Linked DNA regions of Anas platyrhynchos: region 2 is linked to region 1. The links are chromatin contacts, called in public Hi-C maps. All regions are on one chromosome and are shown on one strand. The core of a region is the stretch at or near the end of the contact, and the rest is flanking DNA. Distances in the headings are between cores, read along the strand shown. Region 1 overlaps GSN (gelsolin). Region 2 overlaps DAB2IP (DAB2 interacting protein).

Region 1 (5,487 bases), core at 680-3,179:
CAAAAGAAACAGGGATCAGTAATGGGATGCAAATCCTACGTATGCATAACCAGCTTCACCTGCATCGCTACGGTACCTTTCCAGACAAAGATCTTTCCATCTGTGCCGTGATCCAGAATGAAACAGTCATCTGTGTTCAGGGCTGCCTGGGAGAAGGGGTTCTCATCTGCCACCAGGGAGACTGCCATGTTCCCAGCCCCATTTGAGACCTATGATAACACAGCACAGAGATTAGATAAGGCATTTCCTTTTTTTCCTCCAGCGTCATGGCAATGATCCAAAACTCAGGGAGTGGAAGGAAATCAATTTGAATGCATTGGCTGCTCCAGGCACTACTGTTTTTCAAACAGGATACCTTTGATACAGCAACACTACGACAAAAGCATAACACTTACTCTGAAGTTTTCAAGTACTTCTAACAACACAGATAATGCTGGGACCAAATTAAGATTGATCCAAAATAGTAAATATCTTTGGTGCAAAACCAGCCCATACGTTTTTCTAAAGCAAAATATCTGCACCTAGCAACTGGAGAGGGCTGTCTTGCTAACCGTGTCAAGTGGGTTTAATGGTCTGAGATCCTGTACTTACTAGTGAATAAAGACCTACATTACAAACCACCTTGGCAGACATTCACTAAATCATTAGCAGAGACTGCTGTAGATGAGATTCCTCCCAAAAAGTCTTGGATATTCTTCTGCACCTGTATTAGCTGATGGCAAATGTTACCTTCCAAATCACTGCTTCATCCAGTGTGCACACTGGATGTAGAAACGGATAGAGGCAGTTTTCAGGCTCAGTCTTTCTAGTTCAATCTTGTCATCTTCCTAAGACAATGTTTGGTAACACAAAGGAAGACTCCCTTTCTTTTACCCACTCATTTCACACTCTGCCTTTCCCTCAAAAATTCCTGAAAAGTCCCAGCTGAATCCCCACTGCTGACTAGCACGTGGGGACGCACTGCAAGCAACCAAAGTTCATACACTTAAAAAGTGCATAAAAAGCTCTTTGACTGAGATCAGATAAGCTTTTCTCCACTACTCCAGCTCCATCTAATTGTGCAAAGATGAATCCATTCTCCACATTTGTCAGGATCTGTTTCTTGTTACCTTGTAGAGCTTAGCCAGTTTCCTATTAGCTGTATCAGTTTTGGTGTCATCAGGAGTTCCCACTGGCAGAGTGGGCTTTGGTCCCAGGACCTGAGAGAGAAGTTAAAAAAAAAAAAAGCATTACTAACCAACTGAAGAGAATCTGTGTTCCCCGGATGCTCCAGCCACGAGCAACGAGTAGAAGAAACTTCTAGATCAACAAAAGCAAAAATAAAATATATTCTGATGTCCCAGCAATGCAGAGGACCAAGTCTGCACTGAATTGAGAGTGTTTATACTGCTAGCACTTTATATGGAAAGACACACACTACCGAGCCTATCCACCTATTGCATCCATTCTCCCACATACCGCCCTTCCCATTCCAGCAGAAAGAAATGGATGAAGTGACCAACCTGAAGCATTTCCTCCCGCTCTGATCCTTCATCTGAAACGAAGACCTTGGCTCGACCATTCCGCTCGTTGTCCCGAATCCCCTTGGCAAGCACAGTGGCCTTCAGCCGTTCTTGACGATTGCTGTTGGAGCCACACCACTGGTAGATGTTCTGGGGGGGAAGAGAAAAATCATGCAGCTAACACTTGTTGGATCCAAACATGGCCCTCTCTGAAGGAGACTGCAGTACAGCTGAGACTGAAAGATGTCACAAGACTGGCTATGTAATCTTTTAGAATGCTCAACACTTCAGATAACTTAAACACTGTGGAAATAAATAAAATAAAAAAATGAACTAATCAGATTTCTGCCCCTGAAAGGCTGATAAACCTATCTTTTGCATGGTACTTACACTGCCAAGGTCAAGGATGAAACAATCGCCTGTGTTGAAGCTCTCCCAGGTCACAGGGACCTCTGTTGCTCGGACTGCTCTCCTGCCTTTGACCTGGAGAAGCCTCTGCACAGTCACTTCATTGGGAACCACGTGCCTGAAGCCAGAAGCCACACCACCAGCCTAAGACAAAATAAAAAAAGAATGATTCATACTCGTGCTGTTGCTTTACTACCGTGGAATTCCACTACTGAAGTAAAATGGAATAGAAGCAGGCATTGAAGAGCAACTCCCACTGCTATTCATCTGCTTTACCCAAACATTATGTATGGTTAGGAGAGGGACTGAGCACAGAAAACGGGACTGGCAAGGTTAAGCTGTTAAGTAATCGGGGAGAAATTAAGTCTACTGAGTAGGTGTTTCCCATTAACTAGGATTGCTGTTTCTTAAACTCATTCCAGACATCTTGGGACTGTTTTTTCCTCTGCTTCTTGAAGAAAAACAAAACCCCGATTCCTAAAATTGTGCATTATTAATTCAGCCAAAGTTCTCCCGCTGGGATCTGCTGTTCTCCACCCTGTCAGTTCCAACTCATTGAAAACATCTGTTTGAGAATGTTTTTAAGCAACTGGCAAAGAGGGAGCTCTCATTCTTCTGAGAAGTGGGCAGGGTGCCATATCTTGCAGACTTGATTCAGACTGGCAGTATAAAGATCCAGTAATAACCTACCTTGTACTTGATGCCAGATTTGAAGTATCCTAGGAAAGTTGCAGACTCATGGCCTTGCACTTCACGATGCTGGACAGCCTTCCCTTGAAGGTAGTCATCCATCTGAACAGTGAAGATGGCAGCTGCCCCGCGCTCATCTTGAGAGCTTTCATCTCCTAAGAAATGAAAAGGAAACAACAGTGTTTCAGCCTCCACATCCGCCTGCACAAGCACCGAGGAGAAAGGAGATTCCTGGAAAGCTTAGCTTGCAGGAAGGTCTGCAGAACAGCCATTTCCAAACTTTTCTAAGAACAACCCCAAAGAGCATTAAAAAACTCATTTTTTTCTGTCAGGCTTATACCACCATATCTGCTGCAGCCCCACTGCTTCACAGCTGCGCCTTTGATAAGCATCACACACTTGCCCTTTGCTATTTTGCCTTGTCCTGGAAGGAAGCTTGCTATGGACTAAATCATGAGCAGACGAACCTGCAGGGAGACACTGCCATGGATTATGAAGACTGTAGGGACCAACAGGGCATCGGTTCCCCAGCAGTTTGCCTCTCAGGAGCTCTTAAGCATGGAAAAGCTATTGAGAGATGGCAAATAGGACAAACCCCAAGCAAGTATCCTACATAGCTTTAACTACGATATTGCCAAAGAGTCTTGGTTTTGCAGGATGTGGAGAAGCCTTTCCATGTTAGTCAGTGACTTTTACTGCAGAAGGACAATTAGGAGATCTAAACTTCACAGGGACAAATGACACTCACTGAGTGAGGAAGGTAACAGCTGACTTCTATCCCTCCAAACAGAAAGGATTTTGGCAGCCTCTTTCATCTGAGATCGTCTTCTCTGTGGGCCTGACATGAGGCTCTAGAGAGCTAGGACTTGTGTCATCTTGATCAGAAAAGCCCTTCTTTTGCTCACACAATTCTATTTCTAGGCACAGAGATGGCTGTACTCACTCTTGCAGAAAGTATTTCAAATATTTAAGTTGAGTAGCTCTATGTACACCCAAAACTGCATTCTCTGTGTTCCTTACTTCCTTGGCTAACACTGGAAAATGCTGGAGTAGTGAGGAAGAGAGTTCGCTTTGGGCTCCCAGTTCAGGAGCACTCCCATCAGACTTACCTAACCAGAAGTGCAAGTCGTACTGGAGGTTCCCATTCCGCTGCTTGATGGTGTTTAGCACCAGATAGGAATCTCCTGTGAAGAAGTCTCCATACAGATTTTTTGGCACTGGGACCAAATCAAATTTCTCAATCCTCCAAATCTGAAGGCCAGGCTCCTTCCCAGCCTTGGAAAACTCAGCGTGTTCCACCATGCTGACAGGCTAGGGGCAGGACAGAGAATGTTATTCAGTACACACAGTACAAGGAAGCCCTTGTTTAAATTATATTGCTTCTGATCTCTTAACTATTGTTCCAGGCAACAAGGGGAGAGGTTTTTTTTTGTTTTTTTTTTTTTCCTCTTGCACTGAACTGTGCAAATAAATAAAATCTTTCTCAAATGATCACTGTTACTTTTCACTTCCAATCAGCTCTACTTTTTTTTTTTTTTTTTGTCTACTTTTCCTGGTTTTACTTTATATATTTTCTATACTAACTTATAACAAAACAAAAGTCAAGTCCCCTTCCTAACTATTACCTTCTATAGATGGTGCATGAGGTCCAAGACCACGGGAAATAAACATATCACTGTACATTGTACATCTTGCACAATTATTTATCATTACTTACAGCTTGTGTAATCTTATCCAGCTTGTATTATTGTTGTGTAATCTTATCCAGCTCTCGCTGGAAAATGTTGTGAATATCATCAAAGAGTTAGATAATTAACAAGTTTCTTATATACCCTCCATTTCTAATTGTGGGACACGTTACTTCAGTATTTCTGAGCAACTGTTCCATTTCAGGAATTACACATACTGTACAAAACATCCTGTCCTACGGACATTGCAGTTCTGCTTTAAGATGTGTATTTTCATGTTAATATAATCTATTAGCAATACACAATCCATTATTTTAAAAAACACAATGAACACTTTCATATAGCTATATTTTACAACAATTCACTTTTGTAATACCAAAAGGAAATAGCACATTTCTGTAGCACTAGTAAAAGAAGTTTGTCTGTATATTACTGCATGCCTTTAAGTGGTATCAGGTAACAGGGAAGAAAAAATTAAAAAGGTTATATTAGAAGCATCCAGTATTTTGATAAAGGAGACAGTTCACAGTAGCTGATGGACAAGAGTACAATACGTCAGCTTCCAAGGCAGAAATAAAGAATGTTACAAACTAGAAAGCAAAATAGCATGTTAGCTACTGAAGTGATTCCTAAGCTGAAATCAGGTATCAGATAGAGATGGAAAACAGCGAACATCCATGTTCTGATTCCAGTCAGCCTGAGAATTTATCCCAAATCCCCACTACAAAATTGGACGAGCTCCTTAGAAAGAGTTAGAGAACAGTGTGACTCTCAGAAGTACTCAAAACCCTAAAGTTTTCCAATGTTTAATTGTGGCGTTAGGCACTTACCACAGCTGAAAGCACAACAGCTGCTGTAACAACATATCCAAGCCCTGCAACAGACATGGAGCTAACACAGTTGAGCTTCAGAGCCATTGTGCAAAAAACGGTGAGAAAAACATAACCGAAGTCCTGTCTGCCCATTTCTAACAGCAAATGGGCTTCTCCCTTCCCCTGCAGAAGCTGTAGGGAGTCCCAGCTCCCTCCTCCTCCTCCCGCAATTGAAGACACGCTGCAGGAGCCAATCTTTTATCACAGACAAACACACCCACCCCCCCAGCACCACAGGGGCGTAACATGTTTGTGCACAGTCCTCTTGGAAATCTCAGAGACTCTTTCAGCCACTTACAGATGCTAAATCCCAGCAGGCAAGAACTC
Region 2 (5,726 bases), core at 2,865-5,364, 94 kb before region 1:
GTATGGGTTTTTATTAGACAATTAAGCACCGAACACGTAGAGCAGCATCTCAGCTGGAGAGCTACTGCTAAAAATAGCAGGGCTGCCAGCGAGTATTTCTTACAAACAGCACAGCTTAAAGAACTTTGCATAGCTTTTCTCTGGGCATCTGTCAGCCATGCTGTTAAAATTTCAATGAAACACCACAAGAGTTCTGATAGAAAGTGCCACAAAGAGGCTTGAAAAACAAAGCAAAGCTCTAAGAACAGTGGAGCAGGAAGGTCTCCTTTTCCTGACATTTAAGAGGCGCCACCCCTGGAAAAAAAACAACCCATCACTAATGTTTAACTGAACTTGTCACTCACTGCTCCCAGCTCTTCCGTGACAAAGCTTGTTTGTACAATGTTTTTTTAGGAAAATAACAGGGATTCTAAGGCACACAGTTTGGGTTCTTTAAAGAAATCCCCCCCCCAGAAGACAGGTGAAGGGGACACCATCCCACTGAAGTCACGCAAATTCTCAGTAAGAAGGGGAAGAGCAATCCTGCATTTGATATGCCTGCGGCGGTGCCTGCTGAGGCAGCCCCAGGGCACCAGGACTCCATCCCGCCCCAGTGCAGGCACTGTGCTCACCATGCAGCCCAGACCTGCCTCCTACCGAGCGTCCTTGTTTGGTATCAACCACTGGTACAGCCAGATGTGCCCAAATACCAAAACCACTCATCTTGTCAAATTTGGTAGGCTATGAATCAGAGGACAACGGGGAAACAGGATCATTTTACTCAGCTTTCTGCCTGCCAAAATAAATACACGCAACATGCAGGGATACTTGTATTCGCGAGGCTAACACTGCGTATCTGCAACTTCTACACGCTGATACAGAATCAGTTCCTTTTAATAAAAAATCATGTTCTTTAGTCACACAGATCATTACAAAACCTGCTCTGCGTTTGTCAGAGAGATGATGTCCCTCTCAACAAATCTGTTATAAACAATTCCTGGTGCAACCCAAAAGATCAGAGCAACAGCCCAGTAAAAGATGGGAGTATGAAAGAGGATGTTAGAGGAACAGCACCTGCATAGGCAGGTGCGCAAATGGAGTTCAGATGGAGGCATTGTCTTCATAATGACTATTCAATTTGCTAAAACCAGAGACCACGGAAAGAAAGATCAAGGCACAGAGGCACATACTGGTTTGGCGTGCAAGAAAGAGAGGGCATTGCAAGTCTATGGAGGTGTTCTGTTTGGTATTCTTATTCATTAGTCCATTCGGGCACTTCTGAGATAGGTCTGGCCAATGCTGATCTCCCAAGAAGTTTTGGATGTGATGCAGGTATTCTGATACCCAAGCTCTTGTCACAGTCGGTAGTATCTAAGCTAAGCTTCATTTAGAGTAAGCGTAGACCAAAGACAGTCATGAAAACACACGCTTTCAACAAGTAGAAAGGCATGCAGCTAAGTGTAACTCAATGAAAAATTATTTGTGGACCATGAGAAGAGCAAAAGTACTGTTTCAACATTTCATGTGAATTATTTACATACAAAACCCTGAGTCTTACTTAACAGGATAGTGAGAATTTTCAGTGAGGATAAAATTTCTCATCAAAATTAAATAGATTATCTCTTTGCCCCCCAACATCTGGTAACAACAGTGGCCAGGGTGCTGCTCTGAGCTTCAGGACAAAGTCCTGAAGAGTTGGAAAGGGAAAAGTTCCACACTGTGCATCACTTTGTGCTCACAGGCTGCGAAGTAAATTTTTAGCTAGGAAAGATTAGAGAGAAGTGATGAAATTTCAGTTAGCTTTAAATATAATAAAGCCTCCTTTGTTGTTATGTCATTCAGTTACATGCTGGGACAAACCAAGTCTCTGCTTCCCTCGTCCCAAGGAAGTGCCTTAACCTAAGGTACTGGCACTCTGGGTACAGGATTATCTCCCATTTATCACTTAAAATGTTTAGATTTAATCAAACAGAGAGAGAAAGACTAAATTCCAGCTATTTTTAAGAGCTGTGTATCTGAATAGCCCATGCTGAGAAAAAAACAGTCTAACCGTAGCCTCCAAGCCCTCGGTGTTTGGTGGACTAAAATACCGGCCTTTGCAGAAGATCAGTCGGTTTTCTCTTCATAGCAGCCATCAAAGGAAAAGAAAAAGAAAACCTATTTAAAAAATCCTTTTTGTGGAACACCTTGAAAAGCACTTGTGATGAGCAGACCTTGGAGCAAGACATTTGCGTCCAAGGAGCGAACAGAGACAGAAGTACCAGGAACTCGGAATGTTACCAAATTCTTGGAGCTTTGAAGACAACTGATTGCCTACAGAGTTTTACAGAAGAAAGAACTGAAGCCAAAGCTGCATTTGGTTCAAACTGCTATTTCTAATTCTTCTTACTAAGAATTTACACAGCCTCCTGCCTCGGTCCCACTGAGAAAAATCAGCAACAGAAAGCTGTTTCATAGCAGAGATGTTTAACTGTGGACAAAAAATCCCTTCTAACAAATGACATAAATAAGAGACGGAGAAGTTCCCTATTTCCATGGCATTTCCTTCTGGAGAACATGCTAGGATGCTGCACAACACATTTTCATTTAGGACATGAGAGCAGAATGCATGAATTTTCAATGTGGTTAGGCACAAAGGCAGCCTGGGTATGTGCATCTCATGTCATTCTGTTGCATGCTGGAACAAAAACTGTTATTACCATGAAACGAAACATGTCAAAGCTTCCAGTTTTACAATAAATGATTCTGTAATTAAGCAATTTACTTGTAAATTATCAGAAACAGAACCTCATACTCATACAGTACTTTCTGGGATCTCAGAGCACACAGACTGTGTTCTCCATGACTAACAACGCAGCTGAATCCCGGCAGTGAATGTGGGTGCAGACACAGGCCCACGAATGCAGCACCTGCGAGCAGTTTCTGTTGGCAAACTGGACTTCCAGAACACTTGCCACTGCCCCTGCTCCTTTGCTGTGTCCATAATTGAGGAGAAGCTGGGACACCATGCAGAAATCCATAGGGCAGCATGCCGCAGGCAGAGGCAGGTGGTGCTTCTATCGAGAATTTTCCTTCTACTCTCTCTGCTTCCCAAGTACCTTCCCCTGCATTAGACAGATCACCTGGTAGTAATCATAATTACAGCCATGATTCCATATATTTACACACGTCTCTGAGCTGAACAGATGGTCCTCAGAAGAAATGGGGATTTCTGCAGGTTTTTTTAAACTACCTAATGTACCTGCAGTGTCTCCCAAATCCCCATGGAAAGCAGAGCCAGGAGATTTCTGACATTATCATCATTCTAACAAAGATTAACAGCAGGGTGAAACCTGTCCTGTTTATCCACCATCAAACAGCAGTAACTTAAGCATGCTGGAGGCACGATCACGAGTCTCCTGGTAGCATTCCTGTTCTGGTCTGAATTGCCATCCCCATCAGCTTTACTGTTCTTCAACTATTCTAGGGCTGGACCTCTCCATGAACAGGAAGGCAAACACCCTAAAGCACGAGATGAATGTGTTATAAGCACCAGGGCTAAGTGGAGAACTCTAAACTCCAAGAATAGGGGATAACATCACATGAAACATCAAATAAGCCGTCTGCCACTCAGAACAGCTGAAAGTGCTATAGATATTTCCGCCTGCTACATCAGATTGTGTCCATCTGGAGTCCCAACAGAAAGCAATCCCCTACTTTCCTTAGACATTTGCACAGAAAATGCAAATTCTGTTCGCTTTGCTTATCTGAGATGCACTTCAGCAGCGCTTTCCTGAGGGAGTGGTTCTCTCTTTGTAGCTCAGGAAGCAAGACCCATTTCCCCGAGAGCCACCACCTAGGAGCTGTGCAAGCTGCAGCCCCAGCCCACTCCTCCAGGCCCTCCTGCACACCAGCAGCATCCCTGCGGCGATGCCCGGCACAGCAGCAGGCAGGGGGCTGGCACCGCCCCCCCAGGGGCTGGGAGTGGGAAGTGGCAGGATATAAATACCTGTTTTTAAACACATCCTTTCCCCTATTCAGAGAAACGGAGTGATGTAAGCTGAGTGGGCAGAAAGCTGTCCCTTGACTCACAGCAGAGGCGTGCTGCAGCTTTGTGGCCGAGGAGCCCTGCTGGCAGCAGATGGCAGCACCTGCATCGCATGGGTGCTCCGGGGCAGCGCAGGCATCAGGGATTTATCAGCCAGGCCTGATGCAATGCGCTGAATGGTTCCAGATGGGGAGAGGGGATTGTGTGCCAGCAGAGATCTCCTCCTCCCTGGTAAACGTGTAACAACTGCTTGATCCTCAGCAAGTCCCCTGCCCGAAAGCTGCTGTGCTGCTCATCTGCTGAAGTGACACACCTTGGAAAAGCTCGACCTCCAGGTACCGTGGCTCCACCAGCTCCTCAGGCCCACCTGTGCTCTGCAGAGATCTTGGCAAAGGGTCCTGAGACTGGAGAGAGCCAAAAGTCGTCAAGGGAATGCCCTGAAAACACCCAACTGGCAACACAGCCCATAGCCAATTCCCCTAAATAACTCCAGTGCTCATGGATTTATGCTAACTTTCCACCAAGGATATCCGGTGCTTGGGTATCTGAGCAAAACAGCAAATGACGCCACAGATCAGTACGTGAGAAAGTGACCCTCAGTTCCTTCCTTCATCCAGGCTTTGGCAATTCACATTTCATCAAACCCAAAAAGCCTCCAGCCTCCTTCTGGTTCCTGCACTCTCCACAGCTCCTGCACCCCTGCAGTCCTGCACACAAACCTTCCAGTGGGACCAGGACCAGCAGTGCTGCCTTTTGCTTCATTCCAGCACTCGCTTCGCTCTGTGCAGGCTGCCTCCAGACTGCACCGGGCCCTAACTCTGACCCAGCCCAGGACCTTGCTGCTTGACACCGTTACTCCACCACCTGCTTCCTGCATCTCTTACAAAAGCAGAGAGAAAATGAAAATTCTTATCCAGACTTGCAGATCCCTTGAAGATCTACAGATGAGAAGAGCTAAACGAGTGCTGAGTGTAATGATTCTCCTAGCAGGCAGGAATCCTAGAGACATGTGACAAACACAAAATACTCAGGGAGAGATCAACAGCAAGAAGATTTCATTTGGTTCAAATCCAATTTCTTACAGACATTAGGGTTCATTTCCATTTCAATCAAATCTGCCTGCATATTCCTTGTGCTCATGACAAATTATGCCGACAAGTTCATACTGGGTTACCTAAAAGAAACTAACACATTTCGTTTGTCGCAGTCACTGAAATGACAGTAAAATATTTTGGTTTTGAGCAGTATACAAATAAAGGGGGGAAAGGAGCTGTTACAGGCTTGTGAATATACAAACACTCCTCTCTGACAGGCAAAACAGAAAAAAAAAATATGGAAAGAACAACTCTGTCTGCTTAAAGGAAAGGATGAAGCTCGGGGACTGATTTAGCTTCCTATTGTTTTCCCAGTGATGATTCAAAATCCTGAAACAAGTTCTGTATGTCAGGGAAGGAAGAAAGAGGACACTGCACTGAGCTCAATCTTGCATTCCCAGATTGCCTCCTTCACAAAGTGCCGGCTAAATCTGAATCAACTCCAGTGACGCAAGAACAAGGCTGGATTTGTACAAGCACCTGATGGAGGAGGAATTGTTGCAGTTTTGCTTTTTTACTATGTTTTTTATTTTAATTCACCCCCAAAACTAAGAAATTATTTTTAATTAATGGCTTTGATTAAGCTCAAAACCTGATAAATAGGACTGGATTGTCATAGCAGAGGC

Evidence for each region. Hi-C and Micro-C count contacts between places; a contact is called where the count stands out from the background.
Region 2: a Hi-C map of skeletal muscle shows a contact between it and region 1, with 4 times the contacts expected there. The contact joins two enhancer-like sites. A contact is called at or near these places in 2 of 8 Hi-C or Micro-C datasets (liver and skeletal muscle).

The regions. Positions count from the first base shown.
Region 1 is chr18:12,111,588-12,117,074 of IASCAAS_PekinDuck_T2T, reverse strand. It overlaps GSN (gelsolin), which reads right to left. Exons shown (of 17, transcript XM_027470781.3): 2 at 3,710-3,911; 3 at 2,601-2,755; 4 at 1,893-2,054; 5 at 1,503-1,652; 6 at 1,110-1,199; 7 at 77-209. The coding sequence starts at 3,902. Among named protein-coding and RNA genes, the nearest start is that of GSN, 15 kb to the right of the region's middle. Within about 2 kb of position 1,929, at least 4 of the 8 cell types and tissues checked have an H3K27ac peak or open chromatin away from gene starts, as enhancers often do.
Region 2 is chr18:12,207,794-12,213,519 of IASCAAS_PekinDuck_T2T, reverse strand. The region is part of intron 3 of DAB2IP (DAB2 interacting protein); the gene reads right to left. Among named protein-coding and RNA genes, the nearest start is that of STOM, 72 kb to the right of the region's middle. Within about 2 kb of position 4,114, at least 1 of the 8 cell types and tissues checked has an H3K27ac peak or open chromatin away from gene starts, as enhancers often do.